Regions from separate parts of the Zea mays genome. Here all the other regions are linked to region 2. A link is a contact called in public Hi-C data. All regions are on one chromosome and are shown on one strand. The core of a region is the stretch at or near the end of the contact, and the rest is flanking DNA. Distances in the headings are between cores, read along the strand shown.

What was found. A called contact is a pair of places that touch in the nucleus more often than the background predicts.
Region 1: a Hi-C map of leaf shows a contact between it and region 2, with 8 times the contacts expected there. The contact joins the promoter of LOC103630138 here to the promoter of LOC100284121 in region 2. A contact is called at or near these places in 2 of 25 Hi-C or Micro-C datasets (bundle sheath and leaf).
Region 3: a contact with region 2 is called in a Hi-C map of leaf, with 4 times the contacts expected there. The contact joins the promoter of LOC100283302 here to the promoter of LOC100284121 in region 2. A contact is called at or near these places in 4 of 25 Hi-C or Micro-C datasets (bundle sheath and leaf).

Annotation. Positions count from the first base shown.
Region 1 is chr6:142,994,238-142,998,940 of Zm-B73-REFERENCE-NAM-5.0, reverse strand. LOC103630138 (cytochrome P450 90D2) reads left to right here and starts at 1,339. Exons shown (of 7, transcript XM_020539508.3): 1 at 1,339-1,861; 2 at 1,952-2,369; 3 at 3,418-3,567; 4 at 3,744-4,013; 5 at 4,601-4,690. The coding sequence starts at 1,581.
Region 2 is chr6:143,198,189-143,202,489 of Zm-B73-REFERENCE-NAM-5.0, reverse strand. LOC100284121 (zinc transporter 4) reads left to right here and starts at 1,564. Exons shown (of 4, transcript NM_001157018.2): 1 at 1,564-1,822; 2 at 1,911-2,563; 3 at 2,642-2,791; 4 at 3,456-4,002. The coding sequence starts at 1,768. The coding sequence ends at 3,761.
Region 3 is chr6:143,070,601-143,075,333 of Zm-B73-REFERENCE-NAM-5.0, reverse strand. LOC100283302 reads right to left here and starts at 2,906. Exons shown (of 4, transcript NM_001367100.1): 1 at 2,525-2,906; 2 at 1,376-1,555. The coding sequence starts at 2,710.

The DNA.
Region 1 (4,703 bases), core at 90-2,589, 200 kb after region 2:
CTATGTTTGTATAGCAGTTCACTAATTAATAATATTTATGAGATTCCTAGTCTGAATTATAGTTTGAAACAGATGCTAGACGCCATATGTTTCCCAATGACTGGCTGCGAGATATATATACTGATTAGCTAGACACCATATTTCACCCAATTTGTATCAGAAGTAGCAAAAATGTGCTGTGCTCCTTTCAGAAGTAGCAAAAATGTCTTCACAGCAAAAAAAAAAAAAAAAAAAAATGCTACGCCAAAATGGCAACGGGGGCCGAGTGGGAGAAACAGAGGGGAGGGGTTTTTAGGGTCCACGATTAGATTGAACATCTGTATTTAGGCCCTAAACAAATAGAACAAGTTGCTAAATTAAATGAGTAGGGGGCCCAATGTTGAGGCAGAGTTGCTCGAAAGACCATATATATGTTCATGTAACAAAAACAAAAATCTCTCTCCCCAAACGAAAAGAAGGTACTACATGTCCGGGTTCAAATGGTCATGTGATGCTCTATGACATGCATGCCTAGGTAGTCGAGGAAAGAGAGCGCTTGGCCCGATATATGCTTCGGTGCGTTTATTTGAGTGGTAGCGATGGCCAACAACCACTCTGCTCTGGTCTCGACTAATATAATCATGCATCGATCATACGGCGCACACACCATACATATCACAACGAACGCGTGGAAGGCATGATTGCAGCCAAAATGTGGTCCCCGCCCCCGTCGCCTGCTTGTTCTCCTTTGGTTGAAACCAAGCTGTGCTAGCTCTTCTCTAACGACCCAATTATCGCCACAACGTGATGGATCAACATGCCGACTAGGGAGTGTTTGGTTTTCTAGGGATTAATCTTTAATCACTGATTTTTAGTTCAGTTTAGTCCTTATTTGTCAAATGGGACGACTAAATTATAGATTAATTGGCTTTAGTATCTAGGCCCTCACATGAGTGATAAAAGTGATTAAAGAGCAACATTTATTTTAATTGCTCTTGCTAGAAAACTGGTGTGAAACAAGAAAAAAATGTATTTCGGTCTTTTTGCGTTGCATTTAATGTATTTAGAAACTGAAATATAATTTTAGTTTCGGTATTTGATAATTTATAGACTAAAATAAAATAAAACGAAGAGACTAAAATGTAGTCTATAAAAACCAAACACCCTATAAGCTACGCAACTTGAAATGATATACCTTTTTAACCAAACAGCATCAACAAGACTGCCGAACAAATTTCATGACCCACATAATTTTGTTTGGAGACAAGCAAGTTTGTTACTCATTTTTAGCTGCTAGCACGTAACTATTAGCATTTATGGAACGCACTAGCCCTTGATAAGTATTAAATAATAATAATAAAATAAAATATTTGAAGCAAGATTCTCTGGGCAGTTTCATAGCCGGCCGGACGCCACTCTATCCCGGCCGTCGGCCGCGGTTCAGGCTCTCCTTCCATTAGAAGCACTCTTCTAGTTTAGACTTTATAATAGAGGCGCTGAGGCCTCACCCTTTTCCCTGGTGTTGCAAGTTGCAACACACAGCGTCCGGCGAGATCGGCGATCAGAAACCACGAGCCCACCCACCATCCGGAACGCGCGCGATGTGTCCCATCAGAGGTGGTGGTTGTTCTTGGCCAGCGTCCGTCGTCGGCTCTGCCACGGCGGCGCTGCTCCTCGCCGCCGTCATCGTGCGGCTCTTCGTCCCCCGTGCCTGTTCTTCAGGAATTATCAAGGGGCGGCGGCAGGTAGGTGCTGGTGCTGCCGGAGGAGCACGGCTCCCTGCCGGCTCGCTCGGGTGGCCGCTCCTCGGCGAGACGCTGGCGTTCATCCGGGCCGCGTACTCGCCTCGCCCGGAGTCCTTCGTCGAGAAACGCCGCGTCTTGTGAGTAGAGTATAGATTAGATTAGAAAAAAAAATCTTTCTAATTAATTCCTTCCCGGCCCGTACGTCCTTTAATATATACTTTGGCAAGAACTGAGATTGACCGAGGCGAGGACGACGACGACGACCGATCGACTGCTCGATGTCACAGGTACGGGAAGGTGTTCAAGTCGCACCTGTGGGGGTCGCCGGCGGTGGTGAGCTCGGACCCGGAGGTGAGCCGCGCGGTGCTGCAGGCCGACGCGTCGGCGTTCGTTCCATGGTACCCGCGATCGCTCATGGAGCTGATGGGGCAATCGTCCATCCTAGTGCTCGGCGGCGGCCTCCAGCGCCGGGTGCACGGCCTCGCGGGCGCCTTCTTCAAGTCGCCGCAGCTCAAGGCGCAGGTCACCCTGGACATGCAGCGCCGCGTCGGCCGCGCCATGGACATGTGGGGCAGGCGGCGCCATCGGAGCATGGGCGACGACAGCGGTGGTATGCCCGTGCGTGTGCAGAACGAGGCCAAGTCGGTACGTGACGCGACGCGCGACGCGACGCCAGCACCCCGTCGTCTTCCTCCTTCCCTCCTGCTGCCTTGTTGACTACAATTATTATTATTATTATTAGTGCCTGCCCACTGCCGACCCAGTACAGTACCTGTGTCCATACTGCATGCACGTAGACGATGCTAAGAGCTGCGCGTTTTTTCCACCCTGGGCCGGCGCCAGCATACGTACTGCGCGCGTGTGCCGGTTCTCGTGCGCACGCGCGCGCTCCATGTCGCTACCCTCCCGGTCCCTCCCGCGGAATCCATGGGCGCGCGCCGTGCCATGCGTGCGTCTGGATGCGACATGCGACGTCAGTATTGATGCTTCGCCGCTCCGGGAGTTAGCGTTTGTCCGTATCTACACATGGACAGTATTGCGGTCGCAAGGAATATTAATATCCACAGCTTGGAACCACACATGTATATGTCATCCTCACACAGTCCCTGGTATTCGTGGACGAATCAGAGCATGTAGTCTGCAATGTTTACATCCCCTTTGACATTTATTTTAAAGGCAACCGTAATTTGGTTACACTGCCGAAAACCGCTTCTTTACCGAGTCTAGAAAACACTTTGCCGAGCGTCGTCGTTTGCCGTGCATTTACTCTCGGTAAACGTGGTCGTTACCGAGAGTGTAACCTTACCGAGTGCGGATAAATAGTTCTTTGCCGAATGTCCGATAAAAAACACTCAGCAAAGCCTCGAGCACTCGGTAAAGATCTGGATTCCGATAGTATTAATTGGTTTATGGTTCTTATTGACGAACTTTTAATAAACTCAACTGTGACGAAGGACAAGCATGGTACAGTAGTGAAAGTTGCCTCACAAGTCATTAGGTTATGGGGTTCAAAACAGCTTCTCGGTATTTGTAGCGAAAAGACTTGATTTAGTTTATCTATTCTCTAGACCCCTACTCATGTGGGACAGTGGGAGTCTACCGCATTATTCGGTCTGTCCTTTTTTTAAAATTAAGCTAGCTAGCTAGCTCTTCTAACAGTAGATTTTTATCAATTTCATGCGTTGTTCTGTAGATTGTGTTCGAAATCCTAGTGAGGGCGCTGATAGGGTTAGAGGAAGGGGACAAGATGCAGTACCTCAGGCAACAGTTTCAAGAATTCATTGCCGGTTTGATATCACTTCCGGTTAAGCTTCCGGGGACTCAACTCTATAGATCCCTCAAGGTAAACACCGGGAACCCTATTTTTTTTACCTCTCTCTCTCTCTCTATATATATACTTCTTTGCAATGAGTTGAACTGCGGTAACTATATATAGGGCTGTTTGGATTAATTTCCTCCTCTAATTAAGCTTCATATATGTGTGCTATATATGGTATCAACAAACACTACCCAGAGCAGGCTAAGAAGAGGATGACAAAGTTGATAAAAACGATCATCCAAGAGAAGAGGAAGAAGATGATGTCGGAAGGCGACGATCTGCGTGGTGGGACTCATCCACGTGATATGATCGACGTCCTGCTAGGCAACGGCAACGACGAGCTCACCGACGAGCTGATATCTGACAACATGATCGACTTCATGATCCCTGCAGAGGACTCCGTGCCCGTGCTCATCACGCTGGCCGTCAAGTACCTCAGCGAATGCCCACAGGCTCTGCAGCAACTCGAGGTACTTTTTTCAGTTTATTAAAAATAAGGACAAAAGATTATCTATATATATAGTTTCTGTACTTGAACCTTCAACTGTTAGTTGTTTTATTGGCTCAATCCAAATGAAGCCAATTAATATTTGGTGTTTCAATATAATTGGAGAGACGATGCAATTGAAGGGATTAGATTTCCGGACTCACGAGAGTTGCTATGCCAACCATACACATAGAGAGATCAGGAAAGATAGAGAACAACGGCAACCTGCTATATATGCGATAGATAAACTATACTGAATTATGTGCTTTAAGGCCATATATCTAAATTGGATCTCTTCCAAATTATGTCTAACTGACCAAGACATTCTTGTACTTCAGCATGTTCTGCACATGTAACCATTTATATATGCAGGTGACCAATAATAGTTTGTATTTTCTCCATGTTTTGGCTTCTCTGGATATATTGTTTTTTTTTACTGTGCATCTAGACAGACTTACTGTGTATATCTAGACAGACTTACTGTGTATATCTGAATTATGTGCTTTAAGCTTAAGGCCATATCTAAAACAGTTTATTATTTGTGTTGATCTTTATAAAAATCTGTTACAGGAGGAGAACATGGAGCTCAAGAGGCAGAAATCAGGCGCGGGAGAAACCCTAGAATGGACAGACTACATGTCGCTCGCCTTCACACAGCACGTAAGAACATGTA
Region 2 (4,301 bases), core at 315-2,814:
AATTAATGGATGGTTTATTGTGGGATGCAATGAACGTGTTTTCTAGGGTTACTTTACTGTAACATTTTACCATAAGACTTGGTGAATGGTTCACTGTGGGATGCAGTGAACATTGAAGTTATTGTGTTGTAATGAAGTTTTACATGATAAATGTTTTACGAAGAGGGATTCGTACGCTTTATAAGTGCAAATAAAACTTGACCAAAGCAACTGCTCTAGCTAGTCCACCATATAGCCAGTCCACTTTTATCTAAAATGAGATACTTGCTGAGTTTGAAAGTACTCACTCTTGTCTTTATCCACTCCACCCTATGTATTCCTTGTCGAGATGAAGGATAACGAGTGTCCTATGCCCAAGAGTTACATGACTATGGCAAGATCTAGGCTTGTGATCAACTAGTGGTCTGTGGAGCGTTTACTGGTGGATTGAAATAATATCGTGGTCGTGCAATAAATATTTTGTTTCGTTATTAATAAAGCACTGTGTTGATATAATCCATTGTATAACGTCGCTATACATGTGATCCTTAATCTGATTACATTTGTAATGGACATTCGAGTTTGTCTTTAAAATTGGATGTGACAGTCAAGAAGTGGTATACAATTTTCACAAGTTCATCGAATTGGAGTTGATGAAGTACGCCTCACAAGCTCTACCTAAGATTATCTTTAGCGGTTATCCATACACATACCAATATTCAAAGTTTACCCTACCAACAATACATTGTATATGACCATATGACTGAACTGGTGGACACATCTAAAGTGTCATAGAGGGTGTTTGGGATGGCTCTAGGTTCCATCTCCAGTGTGGAGCTGTAATTTATAATATTAATTCAAATAGTTTTAAAAATATTTTTAATCTAAATGGTGAACGAAATGATTTATCTAAATGTCTTTTAATGACTTACAACTTCAGCTCTACGATTTTTTAGAGCACCTAATAATCTACTTTATCGACTTCACCAAATTTTATGGATCTTAAGCTATACTAAAGAGGGCCATAAATTGACTTAATTCGTGCTAAATACCATGGGCAAATGGTGAGCAACCAGGAATCTGGCGACCCGGGGGACCTCGTAGCGCCTCCGCGTGGGCCCCACGACACTTCGTCACTATGTCGACATGGTTTGGCCACGCCCCCACAACTCAATGCACGCCTTCACCACGTGACCTCCACCGCTAACACTTATCTGCCACCATAGTCCCTATCAATAGGGCCCCGCTTACCTGGGTCCCACAGATCAGACATATACCCGAGAAAAGCACCGCACAAGCTTCTCCGTACGTGGGGTCCAGTTAGTTATGCGGATACGGCCGCGAGGTCCCGCATCCAAATGCTAACGACATGGAGACAGCATCTACACCGTTCATAGAACAGATCGACGGCTGACTTTCCTCCTCGCTCATTGACACGGCACGGCCATGACCGTCACAAGCCTTCCTGATCCCACATGTCAGTGACTCCCAGGCGTAAACCACCTGGGTGCCGCGGTGGCGGTCGATGTCGCGGACGCACCATTTCGATGTTGGGTGCACAGTGCACTCGCACCACCATGACGACATCCCCTCTCTTTTCCGCTCTTTCCCCTGCGACTTCAACCTCTCTCAATCTCCTCTCCTTGTCCACTGGCTTGGGCGTGCCTTTGCGTGCGACGGGAGCTAGGAATCCACGGCATCGGAAAAGTGGCCGCCTGAAGAACCGATTTCTCCAAGATTTTGTTGTCCGTCCTATCGCTTGCAGGATCGGATTCGCCGTCTCTGGCCATGGTTCTCGCCGGCCTCCGCCGGCACGTCGGCCAGTTCTTGACCAGCAGTAATGGTACGCAATTCGGTTGCTTTTCGAGCTTTTCTTCGGTCCTTGCGCCGTCCAGCGTTGAGATTGACGGCCTGATGTGGTGCGTGCGCAGAGCTTATGGCGGCGTCGCTCTCGGCCGTGAGCTGCGCGGACGAGGTGCAGAAGGCGGAGGGGGCGGGGTGCCGTGACGACGCCGCGGCGCTGCGGCTCAAGAAGGTGGCCATGGCGGCGATACTGGTGGCCGGGGTGCTCGGGGTGGTCCTGCCGCTCGCGGGGCGGAAGCGGCGCGCGCTGCGCACGGACAGCGCCGCGTTCCTGGCGGCCAAGGCGTTCGCCGCCGGGGTCATCCTGGCCACGGGGTTCGTCCACATGCTTCACGACGCCGAGCACGCGCTGTCCAGCCCGTGCCTCCCCGCCGCGCCGTGGCGACGGTTCCCAGTGCCCGGGTTCGTCGCCATGGCCGCTGCGCTAGCCACGCTGGTGCTCGACTTCCTTGCCACCAGGTTCTACGAGGCCAAGCATCGCGACGAGGCCGCGCGCGTCAAGGCGGCGGCGGCCGCCGCACTGGTTGCGACCTCCTCTGGGAGCGACGAGGACATCACGGTGGTCACCGTCGATGAGGACGAGCGCAAGGCCCCGCTGTTGCAAACGCACTGCCATGGACACGGTCACAGCCACAGCCACAGCCATGTGCATGAGCCGGTGCAGGTAGAGGGTAGCGAGGCGGAGGTGTCGGCACATGTGCGCTCCATTGTCGTGTCACAGGTGCTTGTTTGATCGATTCATTTGGGATGCTTTGGTGTTTCATCGTGCACGCTGTGATAACCAGTGCCTTGGTTGCAGATACTGGAGATGGGGATTGTGTCACACTCTGTGATCATCGGATTGTCACTGGGAGTGTCGCGGAGCCCATGCACAATCAGGCCACTTGTCGCAGCACTTGCATTCCACCAGTTCTTCGAGGGGTTTGCACTAGGTGGGTGCATTGCTCAGGTGAGAATTGCAGTCAACTGCGGTTGAGAGCTGATCCGTTCTCATGACTTGATCAACAATTGATTTGCCATGTTTTAATAGCAGCCTGCTGTATAATTTTGCACATACTGTTGAAATTCTTGATTTTCTTGATACTCTGCACACTGTACTGTAAGTACATTACTTTCATGTGAGGCTTGCTCCTTTATCAATTTGATGGTTGGGCAATCGGCCTTTAAGAACATGGACCCATCCTTGAAAGTTCAGGATTCAAACATTTGGCTTCAATAATATAACTGAGCATTGTACATTGTTGGAATATATTTCTCTCTCCCAATTTATGCCTGTTTATCCATGTAAATGGCCACCTTCGATTTAACTTCTAAAATAAACTATGGTTGTCTAGTACTTTGTGAATACCCGCCAGCCGAAAATTTTAGTACTTCATGAAAAGTATTGCGGAGTTATGACAATTAGGTTGGATGTCCATTTACTGATTAGATTGCTTCAGCACTGAATGGTCCCAGAAAAAAAAATACATGGTGATGTCTATGCATTACTACTTAGTTACTTTGTCTTCCCTTTTTTTTCCTTTAATTTCTTTTTTCCTTCACTTCTTCTACTGTGCTGCTTCCTTTTCTTACTTCAATTACTAATGGAGACACTACCACATTTCTCCCAACAGGCACAATTCAAGAACCTTTCAGCAGTTCTAATGGCATCTTTCTTCGCCATCACAACACCGGCAGGAATAGCTGCTGGGGCAGGCATGACCACATTCTACAATCCCAATAGCCCAAGGGCCCTTGTGGTCGAGGGCATTCTTGACTCGGTATCTGCTGGCATTCTCATATACATGTCACTAGTGGATCTCATTGCTGTAGATTTCTTGGGTGGAAAGATGACAGGGACCCTGCGACAGCAAGTGATGGCATACATCGCATTGTTCCTCGGTGCGCTCTCTATGTCATCACTTGCAATATGGGCTTGAGACATGACCTTGATTAAATATCAGATAAAAGGTGAAGCAGTGTCCATATAAAATTTCTGGGGTATATGTACAGTTTTAATGTGTAGTATCTTGTTGTATGGTAGCTTCCTTCGGGATCATCATAGGATAACATGCACTGTTTTTCAAGGGCATGAAAAAAACACCGCTGATGTACTCAAGGGTGAACTATGTGGTTTCTTTAAGCGATGAGCAAGCAATGATATGTTTGACTGCCGCTGAATGACTGCATGCACTGCTGTAATGGTTGTGTCAATTGTGGGTGTGGCTGGTCTTGGCATTTCAGTATCTGCAAAGTGTAATGGTTGGGTAGTCTTCTGTCAAATATGAAATATTGACAACGTTGATTTGATCTGCAGCAAATGGTTTGGGCTCATTTAGGGCCTGATTGAACCCCATTAGACCTAACAGTGAGCGGCTGAAATTGGCTGCATGAGTATCCAATCCGACTTGCTAAGTACCGAGTACGTGCTAACAATTAGCACATTTGGACATGTATAACTATGAGACCATAGATCGATT
Region 3 (4,733 bases), core at 1,657-4,156, 130 kb after region 2:
CCAAAGCAAGATCTAGCTTATAGTTCACCTTTTACTACTGTTTTTTTTTGCGGGTCACCTTTTACTACTGTTACTACAATTATCACTACTACCTCCTCATTTTCTTCATGCGACCCCCCGAGGTTTTTACTTATTACTGGGTTCCATCTCTAGCTTACCCCCAACTTTTTTAGGATAAAAAAAACTCGGCCCGGAGAGGGAAAGACCGCCCTCCCAGTATTACATTAAGAAGAGACCGAAACATTGTCAGTTGCTAGTAGAACTCCAAACTCCAAAGGCAGCTTAACCAATTCACAGTTGTAACTTATAAGCATAAACTTCCAGGCTGGAACTCTCAAGTACAGAGTAGTTCGATGGTAACAAGTTGATAGCCAGAGCATAGGTAACCAGTTGCAACATAAAACACAGTATGCCTAAGTTGGATGACCAATGAAAATGTGATGGAAGTAGGGATTGTAGCAAAGACAAAAGGTCTTAACTATTTTTGAGTTACACTGATTTCTTTCAGGAAGCTTGTCAGTTGTTTCCTTCTAAAACTTGAGAGAGCATTTAACTGTTCAGTTTTGTCAAAATATTAACAAACTTGAGTTTCACATGACCTAAATTCAAATATATATGCTCTTTCCATTCTGAAAAGGTTCCAAATATCTCCATGCGACCAAACAAAGTTCTGAGCTCTCATTCTACAAATTATTGGAAACCAGTTCCACTAGACCACTATTATACGCTGTAGTCCAAAAATCCAGAATTGAGGATCATATTAATCAGTATTAGCCTAATGTCAATCTTTAAAGTCGTCGCAATGGGAAATTCCAAGCACTAAGTCTCCCCAAAGAAACTTGTTACAAATTACATTGTTGCATGTGTTTCTAGATTCCATAGGATTACTATCCTATCCAATCTGCATTCTCCGTCTAGATCCCCCAGTACCATGCACTTGGACCCTCTCAAGTCATGAAACAACCCTGGCAATAACATTTGTGTGCATTTACTTTTTCCTTTTAAATAACTCTAATACAGATGAACTTATCTGGACTGAAACCTATCAAAACTAAACTTATGCATTGAAGGGTGTATAATTTGATAATAAGTCTTTCCTAATCTTAGCAAACAAAAAATAATGCTTTGACATGCCTTTAAATAGCTACAATGTTTCAAAAAATGCTATTCAATTTGTGCATCCTAAATGATATGTAGCAGGTAACTATGTAAAGTCATAATTAGCACATTAGGAATACAGAAGGTAACAATGTAGAGTTGTAAAGTTGTAATTAGCACATTAGAAATCAGAAGGTAACAATGTTGAGTTGTAAAGTTGTAATCAGACAGAACCAATCAAACATCCAGTAGTTATATTCACGATTAATGGCATTACCCTTGGAAAGAGAGCCCTGCATGAACCACACCAGGTTCCGTAGAACTCAACAATAACAAGCCTGTCTCCAGCATCTCTTAGTGCATCCAAGAACTCCACTGTGGAGTGGATGTCAATCATGTTTGGCCCAGCATTTTTCTCCCACCATTTCGGTTGCTCACCACGCTCTGCTGCACAAATCTGGAATAATCAACACAACAAAACCATAACAATCAAATGCCCTGCAGCGTAAACTAAGTAGCATAGGCCCGTATGACTGAACAGATCACACAAGCCTTTCGTTAAAACATGCACAAGTTCAACAAGCAAGAATGCAATTGAATATAACACACATCCTGGTGAACTACTTAGAAATGGAGAGTAAAAAATGTAGCACTGCTTAACACCAAAATGAAGTAACGAATCCAAATGAAACAAACAGCAAAGCATTGTGGGGGTGTTTGAATGCACAAGAGCTAATGGTTAGTTGGCTAAAAAAATTCTAGTAGAATTAGCTAGCTAACAAATAACTAGCTAATTATTGTTAATTTGCTAAAAGTAGCTAATAGTTGAACTATTATATAGGCGGTATGGATGTTTTTAGCTAATTTTAGCAGCTAGCTATTAGCTCCAATGCATTCAAACACCCGCTATGTAATTCGCGTAGCACAGTGCTTACAGTTATTCACTGGTATGCATTTCCTCTTCACATGGCACAACAATAGAAATAATAGTAGATTAAAAATTATATACATGGCACTCCCAAATCTAGAACGAGGAAAACGGAAACGAAGAGGTCTAATTCCACAGAGTAGTGGACTTACCTTAGGAACAACTGCTCAATGAGCAAAAGAACATCAAAGGCAGAGAAGAAACCACAAAATTCACCTAGGATTTTACTCGCTCATAAATGACATGGAATTGCAAGAGCTGCTTCGCAATAAAACCCCGTGTACCCTCTAATCCAGAGATTCAGCAACACCACAAACCTCGCAGTCCACCGAAAAATCGTAAAAGAAGCGCCCCCCCTCCACATCGTTCACACTGGAAGTCACAAACACGCGGTAGTGCGAAAACAACCGAGAAACCCTTCGGAGCGCCACATCACCGCGTTTGACAAACAACAAAGCCGGTTGCAAATGCTTCAGCCGACAAGCCGAGAACGCGCACCTTGTGCCGAGTGAACCGGCGAGGTCGGGGTTGCCGTTGCCCGGCAGCCAAGCGCGGCCGCCACGGCGAGCCGGGCGACGAGAGCACCCAACGACACGGCGGGGACGAAGAGGCTGATGAAGAGGCGCCGGATGTGACTGACAACGGCGCGAGGAAGCGGCACGGAAGGAGGAGAGCGTCGGCCATGGGTGGATTTCACCGCTCCCGGCGCCCGCTAGACCGCCGCCGCTCTAGGCGCCAGCGCAGGGGGCATCCGAGTGCGGCGAGGCGGAGCCCGGGAGCGCGGAGAAGCTACCGGTGAGGAATTGGCTTGGCCGCCTCTCCGCTCTGCTGCTACGTCGGGGACGGGGAGGGGTGGTGGAGATGGGGCTGGCTGACGGATGGCGTCGGGCGTCGCCGTGGATGGAGAGATTTGGGTAGCGGAAATGATGCTACACGAGAAAGTCCTGAAGACTGTCACTGGTGAATGGGCCAGTGGATTGGATGCTCAGAATTTGCTGATTTTGAACTAAAGAACGACTAATGCTGTCTCCGACAAATTACCAAAAGGTTCAACAAAAAAACTGTCATTTAACAAAAAATAATGTGCAAGTATGTATACAATATAAGCGTCATGTAATTAAATTACTAAAAACAAATGTGCAATTAGTAGAGTGTCAGGGCGGTACACTATCATGAGCTTATCCGGTAAATCTTGTAATAAGCATTGTTGTTGATAAGATCTGCCTGTTATCAAATAAATTATTGTCTTAAAGCTTCATGTTATTATATTGATTTTATACTGCTAGATATGTATTTCTCAAACGGTTGGTATAATTCATGACATGTAAGCTGCAACATGTACATGCGTCAACTCTAGAGATCGATACTTATGTGGCATCATTTCTTATATGCTTAGTCTTATTGTGTATTCTGGTGTTGGGACGAAGGCCAAACCATACCTCGATCATCCCCTCGGTTAAGCACACCGAAATCCAAGCTAACCTTGTTTATGAGCACAGGGTCCACACTCAACAAAAGATTCCGATCGTCATGTACGGTCGAAGCGGATTTCATCTTTGAAGAGGTCTCACGGTGTTGTCCCAGCAAAGGCTCGACATTAAGCCCACGAGCCCATGCAAAGACGCTTAATCCGGTCGCCAGCAACGACGAAGGCTCTAGGACATCGGAGGCATTAGGACCCTAACCCCCGGGTGAAGGCCCCAGGATGACGGACAGGAGTTAGTCCTGAAAGAATCACGATGCCTAAGATGAGGTGAATTGGACTTTTCTAAAATTCTTGCAAAAGATTAAACCCTAATCACAAGCCTAATTTCACCCAACAAACTAGCTAGATCAAATGAAGCTAAGTACTCTAGAACAACCCTAAGCAATCATGGCTTATACTAAGAATGTAAGTGCTCAAAAGTAAATTGCCCAAATTAAATGCCGAAAGTAAAGCAAAGGGTTTAGATGAATTCTCTGATTTTTTCCGAGGTGTCAAAAAAAATCGGCACTTTCCAATAGTCCTCGTTGGAGCATTACACAAGGGTATAGCTCTCGCTTAGTCCTCGCAAGGACTAAATGCTCACTACATGTTAATTCTTTACCTCTTCGGTGTGGTGAATCCCTCACAGTCGTGTACAACTCCAAGTCAGGTCACCAATAGTCCTCCAGGGTGATCACACGCTCCAATCACCACCAAGCTGTCTAGGTGATGTCGATCACCCAGAGTAATAAGATCTAGGCCTTCACTTGACTATGATGAGTCTAATGCGAGTGGTGTGTGCTTTAGGTGGCTCACTCTTGCACTAATGAGTTCCTAACTACGAGATTATGATTTTGATAATCACCTCACTATGCTAAGGGTCTTGTAAGCTCTCACAATGAATACTATGTGGTTGGGAAGGCAAGACACTTCAATGTGCCCATTGGAGGGGGTATAAATAGCCACCAACCAAAATATAGTTGTTACCGTTCCACTCAGTTAAGGGCACACCAGACCATGGTCCAGTGAGCACCGCACCCCCTTCTGACACCCGCCAACGTCTAGTTTGCCAGACCTAGCCATTACTGTTGAGTGGTCTGTGTGTACCGGACCAGGCTGATGTGCCAATAGGCTAGATGACGCGGACTACAAGCTCTCTAGATAAATGGCCCGATGTGCTACCGGACCATGGTTTGACACACACGTGCAACTGAGCAGAAAACAAGCTCTCTGGGAAACCGG